Linked DNA regions of Zea mays: regions 2 and 3 are each linked to region 1. The links are chromatin contacts, called in public Hi-C maps. All regions are on one chromosome and are shown on one strand. Each heading gives the region's core, a stretch centred on a gene start, on an enhancer-like site or on the middle of the called end of the contact. The rest is flanking DNA. Distances are from core to core; before and after follow the strand shown. Region 1 holds the start of LOC100279518 (Protein LEO1-like protein). Region 2 has its middle 3.0 kb from the start of LOC111590899. Region 3 holds the start of LOC103648290.

The links. A called contact is a pair of places that touch in the nucleus more often than the background predicts.
Region 2: a contact with region 1 is called in a Hi-C map of ear, with 1.8 times the contacts expected there. The contact joins the enhancer-like site here to the promoter of LOC100279518 in region 1. A contact is called at or near these places in 2 of 25 Hi-C or Micro-C datasets (ear and endosperm).
Region 3: a contact with region 1 is called in a Hi-C map of leaf, with 2.5 times the contacts expected there. The contact joins the promoter of LOC103648290 here to the promoter of LOC100279518 in region 1. A contact is called at or near these places in 3 of 25 Hi-C or Micro-C datasets (leaf and tassel).

Annotation. Positions count from the first base shown.
Region 1 is chr2:242,328,407-242,332,542 of Zm-B73-REFERENCE-NAM-5.0, reverse strand. LOC100279518 (Protein LEO1-like protein) reads left to right here and starts at 2,280. Exons shown (of 11, transcript NM_001152517.2): 1 at 2,280-2,610; 2 at 3,351-3,694; 3 at 3,896-4,010. The coding sequence starts at 2,344.
Region 2 is chr2:242,086,036-242,090,171 of Zm-B73-REFERENCE-NAM-5.0, reverse strand. It overlaps LOC103648292. Among protein-coding and RNA genes, the nearest start is that of LOC111590899, 3.0 kb to the right of the region's middle. Within about 2 kb of position 1,886, at least 16 of the 20 cell types and tissues checked have an H3K27ac peak or open chromatin away from gene starts, as enhancers often do. A contact at or near this core is called in ear, where this site is marked.
Region 3 is chr2:242,190,399-242,194,534 of Zm-B73-REFERENCE-NAM-5.0, reverse strand. It overlaps LOC103648290, which reads right to left and starts at 2,436. Exons shown (of 5, transcript XM_035965603.1): 1 at 1,272-2,436; 2 at 1-1,028. The coding sequence starts at 1,367. LOC103648291 reads left to right here and starts at 3,625. Exons shown (of 9, transcript XM_035965601.1): 1 at 3,625-3,846.

The sequences.
Region 1 (4,136 bases), core at 1,031-3,530:
GGATAAAGTTTTAATTTTCAGGTTTCGCCTATCCACCCCCCTCTAGGCGACTTTCACTAACTTAGGGAAGAGGAAGAGGTTCATGACGGATGAGGATGTTGCTGTGTTCAATGGGATGAAAGAGGTTGTTTCAGATGCTGCTGCTGCTGTCTGTGAAAGCATACATGCTGAAGCAGCACCTGGGATCTATAATGCTGTAATCAACTGTCTTAGGTTCTCTAGGGAGGCTCTCATGTATGCCTTGAACCACATGATGGAGCACAAGGCCACCTCCCTGGTGTTCATGGACATGACTCCTGATGATCATGACCTATGGCTCAAGACTTTCCTAGCCAAGCACTACCACACCTGATCTGAACAGATTTGGTCCACTTGCTCTATTCCATCTATCCTAGATGCTACTTAAGAACAATGATGTTTCCCTGAGTTCTATGGGGTTCCCTGTTTAAGAACATATATGATACACTTGATCTGATGTGTCTGTCCTTTATGTCCCTTTATGATGTTTAAGAACATATATTATACACTTTTCATAGAATAATGATGTTCCCTGAGTTCTATGGATTAACTTGAGTTCTATGGATTTCCTTATTTGAGAACAGATATGCTACACTTGTATAGAACAATGATGTTTTCCTGAGTTAGATTAACCTGAGTTCTATGCATTTCCTTATTTGAGAACAGATATGCTACACTTGTATAGAACAATTATGTTTTCCAAAGATAGATTAACTTGAGTTCTATGCATTTCCCTGTTTGAGAAGAGATATGCTACACTTGGATAGAACAATGATGATTCTTGAGTTATATGCATTTCTCTGTTGGCTTGTTTATTGGTCTATTTGTAGACCTGTTTGCTGGAGTACACTGTTTATAGTGCTTAACAATAATGCAAAATGTTATTGACATATGATATACAGTTTTCAAGCCCTGTATGCTTAATAGGTTGATCTTATGTTATTGTCATATGTCAGGCAGTGTCCCAAACTGAAATATTTATTTGTTATCCAAATTTTTGAACTGGTCATTAAACTGCGATCTTTTTGTTCTTGTAGTTGCAATACTTTGTGTTATACTATCAAACTTTAGACTTTAGAGTAATTTTTTCTGTGTTCTTAATAGGTTGATCTTTTTGTTCTTTTAGAGTAATTTAAGTTATACTATCAAGCTTTAGACTTTAGACTTTGGAGTACATTGTTTTTACACTGTATTAAGCTTTAGCCTTTTATGCTACACTGTGTAAAAAAGCAAGCTTTACACAGTTAGGCTAATCTATAGACAGTGTAAAGCTTGCTTTTTTGACAATATAGTTCAAATTCTTAGAACAGTGCGGTCCCAAAGTTTAATACAGTTCTGACAATACAGTGTTGAGTATACTGTTTTGAGGCTAATCTGTCAAGCTTAGATACCAGTTTGTCAAGCTTGTTTTAGTCCAAATTTGTATTTACTGAGCTGTGTAAATTGTGTACAATTTGAATACTGTTTTAGTTGGTGTAGAAATTGTGTAGAATTTCTAGATAGTTTTATGCTGCTCGGTGTGAGACGTGTAAATTGTGGCTTATGTATTTTTTATGCCCAGTAAATACTATCAGTAATTCTGAATCAGTTTTATAATTGTGTAATTATAATTGCGTAATTGTCAGTTTTATCATGTTGAATTTTTGTGCGGTAGTCGTCCTTGCTATCAATGCCCTCGGTTTTGAGTAATTTTTATTATGAAATTTTGACTTTGACATTTTTGCGTAATTGATAGCTAGGCTCATGTTTGGCCTTTGTGTTCTCCTCTTTGATTTTGTGTTACGGTTTGGTATTTAGGCAGCCAAACATGAGCTATGTCTCTGCAACTTATAATACGGTAAACCAAACATGTGCCATGTTGATCCTAGCTAATTGGACCAAACAAGCAAACACATATTGCAATTGTTGGTTGCATCAGCCTGTACAGGCTACACACAACCTGCATATAGAATTCAACCGAGCTGTGCTCATCCTGACAACTAAACAACCGCTATAAGATTTAGGATGTAGAAAATAACATATCGAAAAGACTCGACCGATTTTGTATTCACTTTGATTTTCGACGGTTTTAATTAAAGTGTTTATTATAAAGCAGGCTGACCAGATGTTTGATAGTCTCCGGCAGGTTATAGAGGCGACAAGCTGAAAAAAAAACTGAAATAAACAGGATCATTAATTACCAGTTTACCACCACCTCCAAAGCCCAAAGCCAGAGCCAAGTAATAACAACTCTCGATCTTTCGGAAAAAGGTGAGGCCCAACACCTCTGCCTCGCACCAGTACCACAACGCCACGACACGCCGGCGAGGTGGACGAGCGGCGGCGATGGCGGGCGGCGACCGGGAGCGAGACGCGGACGAGGAGACGAGGAATCAGATGATGCAGAACCTTTTCGGGGACCAGTCGGAGGACGAGGACGATGCGGACGACGACGACGTCGCCGAGATGGTCGATGAGGACGACGGCCACCAGCCGCAGTCGCCCCCGCAGTCGCCCCCGCAGCGCCACCAGGAGCTGGACGACGATGCCTACGACGATGAGGAGGAGGACGCCCGCAGCCACGCGCCCGCCCGCGCAAGCGGATACCACTCCGTAAGCCTGCCCGTTTTCCTTCGCCCCGCGATCCCGATTCGGCTCGGCTCGGCTACTTTGCTGTTCTCTTCGGATCTGCAAGTGGCTGTGCTAGGGCTTAGGTTTTCGGATTCTTCCGGGAGCCTTGGGGCTGGGGATGCAGTGTTTTTTGGTGGTGGGGGAGGTGTACAAGCTGGTGCGGATTTGTTGGAATTCTACTGACATTTGGAGTGGCGATTGATTTTTTTTTTAGTCATGTATGCAGTGAGAGGTTGATGAGTCCATGAATTTGTTTGCCTCATTATTATGTTGACCCCAAGTCCAGTCCTCTATACTACGAAATCCAAACACTAGGAGAAGGGGAAAAAATCGAGTTTCTAGGCATGTGCTTCGTCGCTTTTACAAGAGTATAGCACATGTTTTCTATGTTATGTTTTGCTACACGAGTTTCACTGCCACTCGGTTGGGTTTAGGAAAACTGTAGTTTAGTTGGTTTCTACACTCCGCGCACCAACCTGAGAATAACTAAACTGTAAATCTATTTGCAATTCGGGGGAATTTCGAGTGATACCAATTTGTCCTAACGACACTGGACTTATCTTGGCGAGAATTTGGGGCACTTTGCTCTGTTAGTGTCACTAAGGAGTTCAAGGTTAATGCTCATGCTGTTCATCCTTACATACTGCTCCAACCTTCAAATGATGTACTTAAATGAAAGCTTCCTGAGGTAACACTAACCTATTTAATACATATTTATCTAGGAGGAAGTGGATGGTGAGGCAGAGAATGGAGGGGAAGGGGAAGGCGAAAGTGAAGGGCAAGTTGTAATCGAAGAGGAAAGTGAAGGTGAAGCTCATGGTGCCGATCTTGATCAAGGAGAAAGTGATGGGGACAAAGTCCAGAGCTCCCCAGAAAGAGAACTCGATGACCAGAGGATGGAACCTGATGCAAGAGGAATGGACAGTGAAGATGAAGGCTACCAGCAGAGGACAGTATCTGGCAGAAGAAGGGGAGTTATTGCCTCCGAATCGGAGGGATCTGAAGATAGTTACTATGCTGCTGGAGCTCAAGAAGACGAGGAACCTCGCCAAACAAGGAAACAAAGGTTAGTCGGGAAAAACATAATGCTACATATCAAACTATCCACCAGTATTCTTTTTAGGCTTTACAATTTTGAGTACTCAATTCAATGGTACACAGTCACAGTTCTTTTGGCAATTACTTTATCATACACACTCTTCGCCTATTTTGACTTTTTTCTAATCCTGTAGTTGTCTGTAACAGTTATAATCTTATTATTATGCAGCTCTCCGTTGGAGGAAGAAAGAGATCATGAAGTAGTTCGTGATGTGTTTGGTGATAGCGATGAAGATGAACCAGCTCCATATCGTGTTCGCCATGAAATCGATGAAGATTCTCATGTAAGATTCATTCATGTTTTCCGCCCTTTCTATTGCTGTTTTAGGTAAGAAGCAGGAGTTGTTACCTTGACAAAGATTCAAAGTGTGTAGCAGAATCCTTCATCAGGCTTACCCCTAGAGTTTTTC
Region 2 (4,136 bases), core at 637-3,136, 240 kb after region 1:
ATGTATAGAGATAAATGTCACAAATATTATTATTACATAGCGGAAGTCTTACAAAAATAAATGAGAACAATAAAGCGAACTAAGTATTATTCCTTGGCGCCATCAAGCTGACTGGGAGACGTCATCTAGATAAGCTCGTACTCCTCGTAATAGGGCTCCTCCTGGATCGCTTGTTCTTCTCCTGGTATGGGTTTATATATCGCAAGAGTGAGCTCACAAAAGATCATAGCTCAACAAGTTGTGAGGAATAACGTGCATGAACTCACGAAAGGTGGGAATTCATGTGAAGTGTAAGGTTGATCAACAAATAAGGGTTAAAGCTGAGCATTGCTTTTAATAAGTTGGTCAGATTTTACTAGCAGTTACTAAATGTAAGTAGATACCAAACCAGAGTAATAATAAATCAAAATTAATAATAAACCATAATGTGATGCAAATGACAAATTGAATTTAATTCCATAAATTAATAATGCGAAAGTCCTGAGCTGCTCATGACCGCGAGCATGGCGTATACCAGTTTTACACTCTGTAGAGGTTGTACCCTTTACCCACAAGTCATATTACTCATCTGCCACGGGGTTGTACGGATCTCATACACCTCTACCAAGGAAGCGAGGCAGGGTAACACTACGAGGCCTTTACAAAGTTACACTAGCTTCAGAAAACTCGTTACAATTTCTAGGAAGAGCAATGCAGGAATCTCCCGTTTGATCGCTATCGCAGCAAAATCAACACGAGAACCTCCTTACACGCCCACTCCCCTACTGCTCTTGCCCTTTCGGGTAAGGTAGTTCTCCACTAGCTTTCCTAATTAGTCAGCCAAGGGCGTTCCATACCACCCTTGTGGTGGCACGTGTTTATCAAGTTAAGCTCCATGTTCCAATTAACATAATAGTCTTATCATGAACAAAAATAGAACAATAATAAGGAATGATCATGTGTAGTAGTTATCTCAACACCCAAAACCATATGTAGCAATAACAAAGACTACCAAAAAAATTCAGGGGTAAACAAGGTGTAAAGATGACCAAACTAGGGTCCCATCGAAATTAAACCTATGCATGCCAAAATGATTATAGAGAACATTATTGAGTAAATGAAAGTGGTCAAGAGCACAACTTGCTTTAGACTCGAGATTCCCAGGTACCAACTTGCTATTCAAGTGACTCGTAACCTCGCCGCTATTCGTAGCAATACAAACAAACATGGTATAGGCAAAATTAACATTACACCAAACAAAAGAACAAGCTTTATAATAATGTTATACGTGTTACTACGAGGTCGCAGGTTCGAGAATCACTAGATTCTGAGTTATGGTTGGGAAGGTATGATTTTCTAAAGTCATAGGTGATTAAAAATAAAACTATATTTTGTTAATATAAGTCATGTGGGAAAAGATATAGCTAACTCAACTTTTAATCCAGGTTATAACTTGATTAGGGATTTCATTTTAATCAGATTATAATTATAGAGAGATTAACCTAAATTAGTGGAGTTAATCTACTGAATATAGATTGAACACTTGTCTAATTATAAACATATGGAATATGGTACACATGATGTTGCTACTGCGTAGAAAATATTTTTATGAAGCTAACGTGACTTGAATGGACTAATTTGGAGTCAAATCGCAAAAGTTATGGATTAAGGAAGTGCTAGAGCTATTTAATATCAATTCCATACTGAGATAAGTTTCAGGGGTTTATCTGTGAATTCCAGGGACCAAGGTGTAAGACCCCGCCATAACCAAGAATGGCGGGTTTGTTTTGCTAAAGTCTAGGGGTTCTTAAGCAAAAGTGCACTAGCCAAGGGTATGAAGCATCCTAGGCCGTCCGATCTACTCCTTGCGGTCTAGATTAGATTGCCCTTTATCCGAACCGGTAAGAACCCATGGTCGTCCGATCTGATTTTGAGAGCCCAGATCGGATCTGGTATTTAATGAACCAGCGCCACATATGGGCCGCTGGATTGGGATCTAATGGCCCGTATTCAATGAGCGAAGGGGTATGACTCATTTAATCGAGGACGCACATCGAAAACCGACGGTCGAGGGCGCCCCATCCATGGATCTAATTACAACCCTCAATCCCGAGATGGACGGCGCAGAGGGCTTCTTCTTTCACCAGTCGACCACTGCGGCGAACGCTGAACAGCGGCAACGCCATTACTGGCAACACCCTTCCCCGCGCTTCCCCTGGTGCTCCCCCACCCGTGCACTGTTCTACGGACAGATTCGAGCGAGGCAAACGCGACAGTGTGGAACGTACCGGTGATTGGTGTCTTCTTCACCCACGACGAGCGCGGACTGCGGCGCACCCACACCATCCCTGCGGCACGAAGCCTGGTGATCAGTGGACGCGGCCCTCACACGGTGAGGCCAAGGAGTCTCCTCGAGGCATCAAGCAAAGCCCTCGGGCATGGCATCGAGGACGAGGAGGTGATGGACGCAGGTTCTGCTACGGCGGCGAGCTCCATCCTTTTTGTGTTAGCACCCTCTAGAAGCCTATAGAGCAGGGAAGAGGGGAAGCAGTAGAGATTGGAGACGTGGGGAAGAAGAAGGTCTCGTGACGGCAACCAGTTGATATTCCGTTCATTAATTATTCGATGTCCCTTTACAAAACCACGGCACATGTTTATATCGTCACACGGTCGGCCCACCAGGCTCTACGGTCGGCCCACCAGGCTCTAAATACACGACCCAATCGGCCCACTTGCTCGCCAGTTGCTTTGCTTCAGCTGACGCGATCGCTTTTCTGGCTGCTTTTCCGTTGAGACAAGTTGGCTTGATCTCCATCGTTGCCGCTGGTAGTATGACTGGCTTTCGGATCCCTGGACGTTGCTGACATTTTGCGACTCGGTAATGGTGGCTCACAGTGTGGTTCTCGGCGTGCGCTTCATCCATGGTACATGAGCGTGAGCACGAGGCACACAGGTGGGCTGCGCGGCTGAAGGTTACATGGGCCGACGGGTCAGCTTTGGGCCCAGGACGAATGGTAAGATACCTTTTTCTTTTCTATTCTCCATTTCTCTTCTTTTTTTTTTTGTATTTCCATCTTGAATTCAAATTAAATCTTGGTTTTGGATTCCAAATTCAACTAAGTGCACATACAAAACTCCAGCATGAATGCAATATTATTTTGTATATATATATTTATTTATTATCCTATATTTCATATGTTTTTTTACACACACGGTCATTTAAGAAAAATGGGTTATAGTGTATAAAATACTTTAAAGAATAATTATCACTATGTAATTTAGAAAAAAAGGAAGAATGAATTCATATAGAGATCCTTTTATCAATCTTTATTAGCAAACATATTTGTTTTAGATTTTATGATTAATACTTTTCTTTCCTAATTCTCAAAGTAGCATTTTGAGATGTTACAACCCAGCAGGCCATTCTGCCAATAGAGCCTTACTGTCATGTCTGGTGCTTTGCATGATTGGTTGCCTTATGTCTTATGGAGATGGAACAGCCGATTGCAAGCCAAGCAGAATCCCATTGGTTCAAGAAGATTTGTGTGGATTCAGGCCGTTGAATAGCGTAGCACACTACGTCCAGTTAGGTGAGTTGCCCTATGTTGAATTATGAGATATATGTGTTATGTATCGGTCATTGATCTAGAAAGCCATGTCCTTTTGCTGATCTAGAAAGTCATGTCGTTCTTTATATAGTCCAGAAAAGCATTCTAGTCTGCTAAAATGCAGAAATCCTAGCTAGTAGGATTGCATGGTACAAGTATTACATTCAGTGGATCCTAATTAAACTAGGTCTGTTTTACTTGCGAGGTATCCCACACCTACCTTGGCGATATTTGTTTTGATGCCGGTGAAGGGCGGTAAGAGTTTGGCCTATCAGATGTGTTGGTGGTTCTCATCAGATCTTAGTAGCAAATTTGTTTATTAGGAGAAGCAATTTATTGACTTTTGATGACCTCTTGTTTTGGTCTGTTGTGTAGTCATAGTCCAACACTTCGTTCAGAACTTCAGATGGTGAAGATTTGTAAGGTTGTACCTATTCTTTTTTTTTATGCAGCCAAAGAAATAAAAAGTCAACGGAATGCGATCAAGTGAAGGTGAAAGGTGTCCCCATGGTCATACATGTGAACTGACTATTGACTCTCTCAATTTAT
Region 3 (4,136 bases), core at 1,187-3,686, 140 kb after region 1:
CTGGCTGATGCCAGGGACCAAATTGCTGAAACCTTTTTAGATCCATAGTAAAGAACAGCATACTTGGTGAAGAAGAAATCATACATAAAAGCTAACTCAACCTCAATCAACCTGAAGATCCTGTCGTAATTGAGGGTTCCGTCCTGATTCTTTGACAAAACCCCCTTGAAGACAAAATCATGTGTCTTTCGCTGTGAAGCTTCAACGCAGACAAACCCAAAGAAGCGCCTTCTCAGCAGAAGAAAAAGAGAGAAGGAAAGGCATACATCCTTCAGCTCGGAGCTTAGTTCACTGCACATAAATATCCTCTCTATGTCAATGATCTGTGCATCATCCACTGTTAATTCCTTTGCATATGACATCCTTGCTTCCAGTTTTGACTCATCCAAGGGCCAATCAACTAAGTAATGATAACCTTTCATGCTGGTTGGATCATAAGATGAGCCACTTCTGGATTGTTCCTCATACATGTAGTCAGCAACCATTTTGTTCAAATTCCATGATCCGGTGGCCAGCTGGTATGCCCAGAATCGTTCCATAAATTTAAAAGCAGCTACCGAAAAAACTAGAGAGCCATTAGAATCAGATCCATTAGTTATTTGGCTGACATATATTTGGAAAAGAAGAAACAAAATAAGCTGTTCCTTTTGTTGATTGTTGCCATTGAGACAATAAGATGTAATAGAGTCCGCAGAACAAAAGAGGAGATACAGGGATGAGGCCCAAATGGGATACATGCTGCTCTTTACTGCAGATGAGTACATTGAACCAAGTGTGTATGATATCAGGGACGAGGACAAAGTGTATGCAACCATGAAACCATTCTGTACAAACGAGTTTCTGCTCCGGCGGCGCAAGGGCCCAAAGGTGGTCATGAACAACAGGCTGATGGCAGACAATACGACAAGTACCTCATTGCGGATCACTGTTGCCCTAGAAGTGCTCCAAAGGTACTTTGCACAAGCTGATAAGCTATGCATATCCCTGAGATCATGATGATCCTTAGCCTTCAAAGCGATGCAATAGGCCTGCAATGGGTGGATGTGCGGTAAGGTAATACACAACTACACAAGCTCCTATAAACCAAAATGATGGGGCAGTGGGGCATAAGCAAGCACAAGAAGAGATTTAAATTCTGAAACTCTAGCAAGAGCAACCATGGCAAGAAAGCATCAATTATTGCAGGAGAACATAATCGTTTTTTTTTATTTTTAATTTCATAGAGGGCAAACAAGAGATGTAATTCCCTTTGGTCAGTCGAAGCTTCATACCGTGTAGTTAGCCATCCCCTGGATGGATCGACGAACTGATATCCCTTCCTCCCTCCCCCTAAAGCCTAAGTGTGCTCCAGATAAGGCAGATGACATGTGCCCTCTGGCTTCGTAAAGGACACACTTTATACAAGCACCTAGTGCAGCAGACACACAAAGTCAAGTCAGCTGCTCCAAGGGTATGCCAAGACGATAGGGATGTGCCTTTGTACCATTCACCTAGAAAGCAAGATTTTCGTTGTTTAGTTTTGGCACCATTGTGTGGAAATAAGAAAGGAATTATCAAATAAAACTCAATTGATTAATCAGTAGAGAAATACTAGCAAACTAAACTCCTATTTGAATCCTAGCAAGTCTAGATTGGGCAGATCTATTCGGTGAAACTGACCACGACAAGTCGACAACCTTGGAGCCAGCGACTATTACCGACACTCAAGTTGATTACTCGAATTGTCATCATGTCTACATGTCTAGTAATTCAGGAGAAGCTTCCTGCATCACTGAATCTGAATCCATCTACATCACTGTTGTGTTGCTCCCCTGTCGTCGACTGGGCTGGGCGTATCCGTCGGGGAGACGGGGACAGCGTGCAGGACGTGGGCAGCTTAGCTCCACCCGCACAGGCAAAGAGATAACCGATGCAAATCCAGAAAGGCTGCGATTTTTCCGCCATGGAATGGAAGCAGCCAAAGAAGCGGCATTCCAAACAGAAACAGGACAGACAGCAATCGAGGGGTGAGTTGGGTGTTCGCTCGGGAGGAGTGAGGGCTTTGGAGTCTGGACCAGCAGCGGGAGGGCATGGCGGCGGCGGCGTGCATGGAGGCAGCCTTGGACGATGAGAGGGGGGCGGCGGCGACCGGCGAGAAGGAGCGACGGGCTGCGCCCTCCGGATGGATGTGAGGCTTTGCCGGGGCTGGGCTAGTGGGCTGAGTCATACAAAAGGCCGAATTTCTTACTCAAATGGCCTGCTCTAGCCTAATGCAGTGACCCAGTTACGTACTCCCTCGACTATACAAAAAGGGAATAGTGCCTCCTACAAAAAAACTAGCATCCGAACAAGCAAGCAAGGAACTCTTATGTATTGTCATCATTGTCAAAATTTATTTCGTTGCCTAGTAATAATCATTTATTGCCTGTTTTCTTAAGCTATATAATTTATTGCGTCAATAATCATGCCTTTGTTGTGTTGTTTTTTTGTTTCATCATGTGGGTGCGTGCATTGTTTGCCTCTTGAACCACACGAAAGGGCCATGTATAAGTCAGCGTCTGTAGTAGACAGACAGCAGGCTAACAGAACATGCATGCATGTTCAGATCATCACCATAATACGTACTCATACTACTGTATTATATTGTATTGTATTGTATTAATATTGTATTGTATTATTACGAGATGTTAATCAGATTCCCTTGGTCGCTGGACAAGTTGATCGTACATGCATAGATCAGGGGTGGTTATATATAAAGTAGCTTATTAGAGCAGTGCATGGAGAGGAACCAGCTAGCCAGCAAAAGCAGGCAAAGAAACGAGATATATAGAGAGATACGATGGCTGTAGGTAATAAGGCTGTGGCGGCTGTGGTTATGGTCGTGACGATCCTGTCATCGGCGGCCGCCGTCCATCTGGCTCCGCCCACGCCCACGGCGGTGATCAGAAAGCTTCTGCAGCAGGAGGAGGACGACTGCTTGCCACCCATGATTATTGGCAGTTGCTGCACCGGATGCGGTCTTTTCCCTTTTCATGGTCCTGTAGGACGCTGCTGTGATCCTGATAACAACGTCTGCACGCTGGTGCCCGGCGATGGCAGCGATTTCGAAGCTTGCGTGCCTCGTGATATGTGCGCAGGAATCACATGCTAGTAGCTAGCTAGCTTAATTTAGCTGCTCTTTTAATTCCCTGTTCCTTTTGGCTTTTGCTTGCATCTTGACTTGAATGATGTGTACTCGGGATCTAGCTACTAGATGCTATGATCTTCGATTGTTGTTTCATTTACAAAAATTAATATAAGCTTCCTTTTATATATACTCGATCATTAGATTTAAAAATGCATGCACATCTTGTGATTCGACTAGCTCTTTATAGCAATTGTTAGGAGAATGAATACTTAGACTTGGGGTCTCTTTGTTTCAGCAGTAAATTTCTGAAAATCTGGCACCACACAAGAATAAATTCCATCCCACCTCCAATCCAAGAAAAATGTTTGCTCAGAGAATCCGGCACCACCATTTCACTGAAAACGACTCCGCGCTTGCCGTTTAGCTCAGGAGACTAAACGTCATGTGCCAGATTCGCCACTGCTTGCTAGGATCCATCCAGTGGGAACCATTTTTCTATAGAAGAAGATAGGGACGTTTCTACAAACAAAGTAGCTTCGCCCCTGTGCTTGCTATAGGATCCAAATAACACCCTTGGAGCAGCTGACTTGACTTTGTGTCTGCTGCAGTAGGCGCTTGTATAAAGTGTGTCCTTTACGAAGCCAGAGAGCACATTGCTATCTGGAGCACACAGGGCTTTAGGAGGTAGGTAGGAAGGGAGATCAGTTCGTCGACCCATCCCGGGGATGGCTAACTGCACGGTATGTAGCTGTGACTGACCAGAGGAAATTACATCTCGATCTTGTTTGCCCTCTAAGAAAAAGAAACGATTATGTTCTTCTGCAATAATTGATCGTGATGAGGGAAGCTGCTTTCTTGCTACAGTTTCGGAATTTAAATTTCTTCTTGTGCTTGCATATGCCTCTTTCTTGAAACTACCGTTTCCTGTGTTTCTTTCTCTTGAATGAAACGACGCCATTCAGTTCTGTAACTGTGTTACAGAAGTGTGTGATAGCTCTGTCTGTGAGACCACCAACTCTATTGTTTGGAA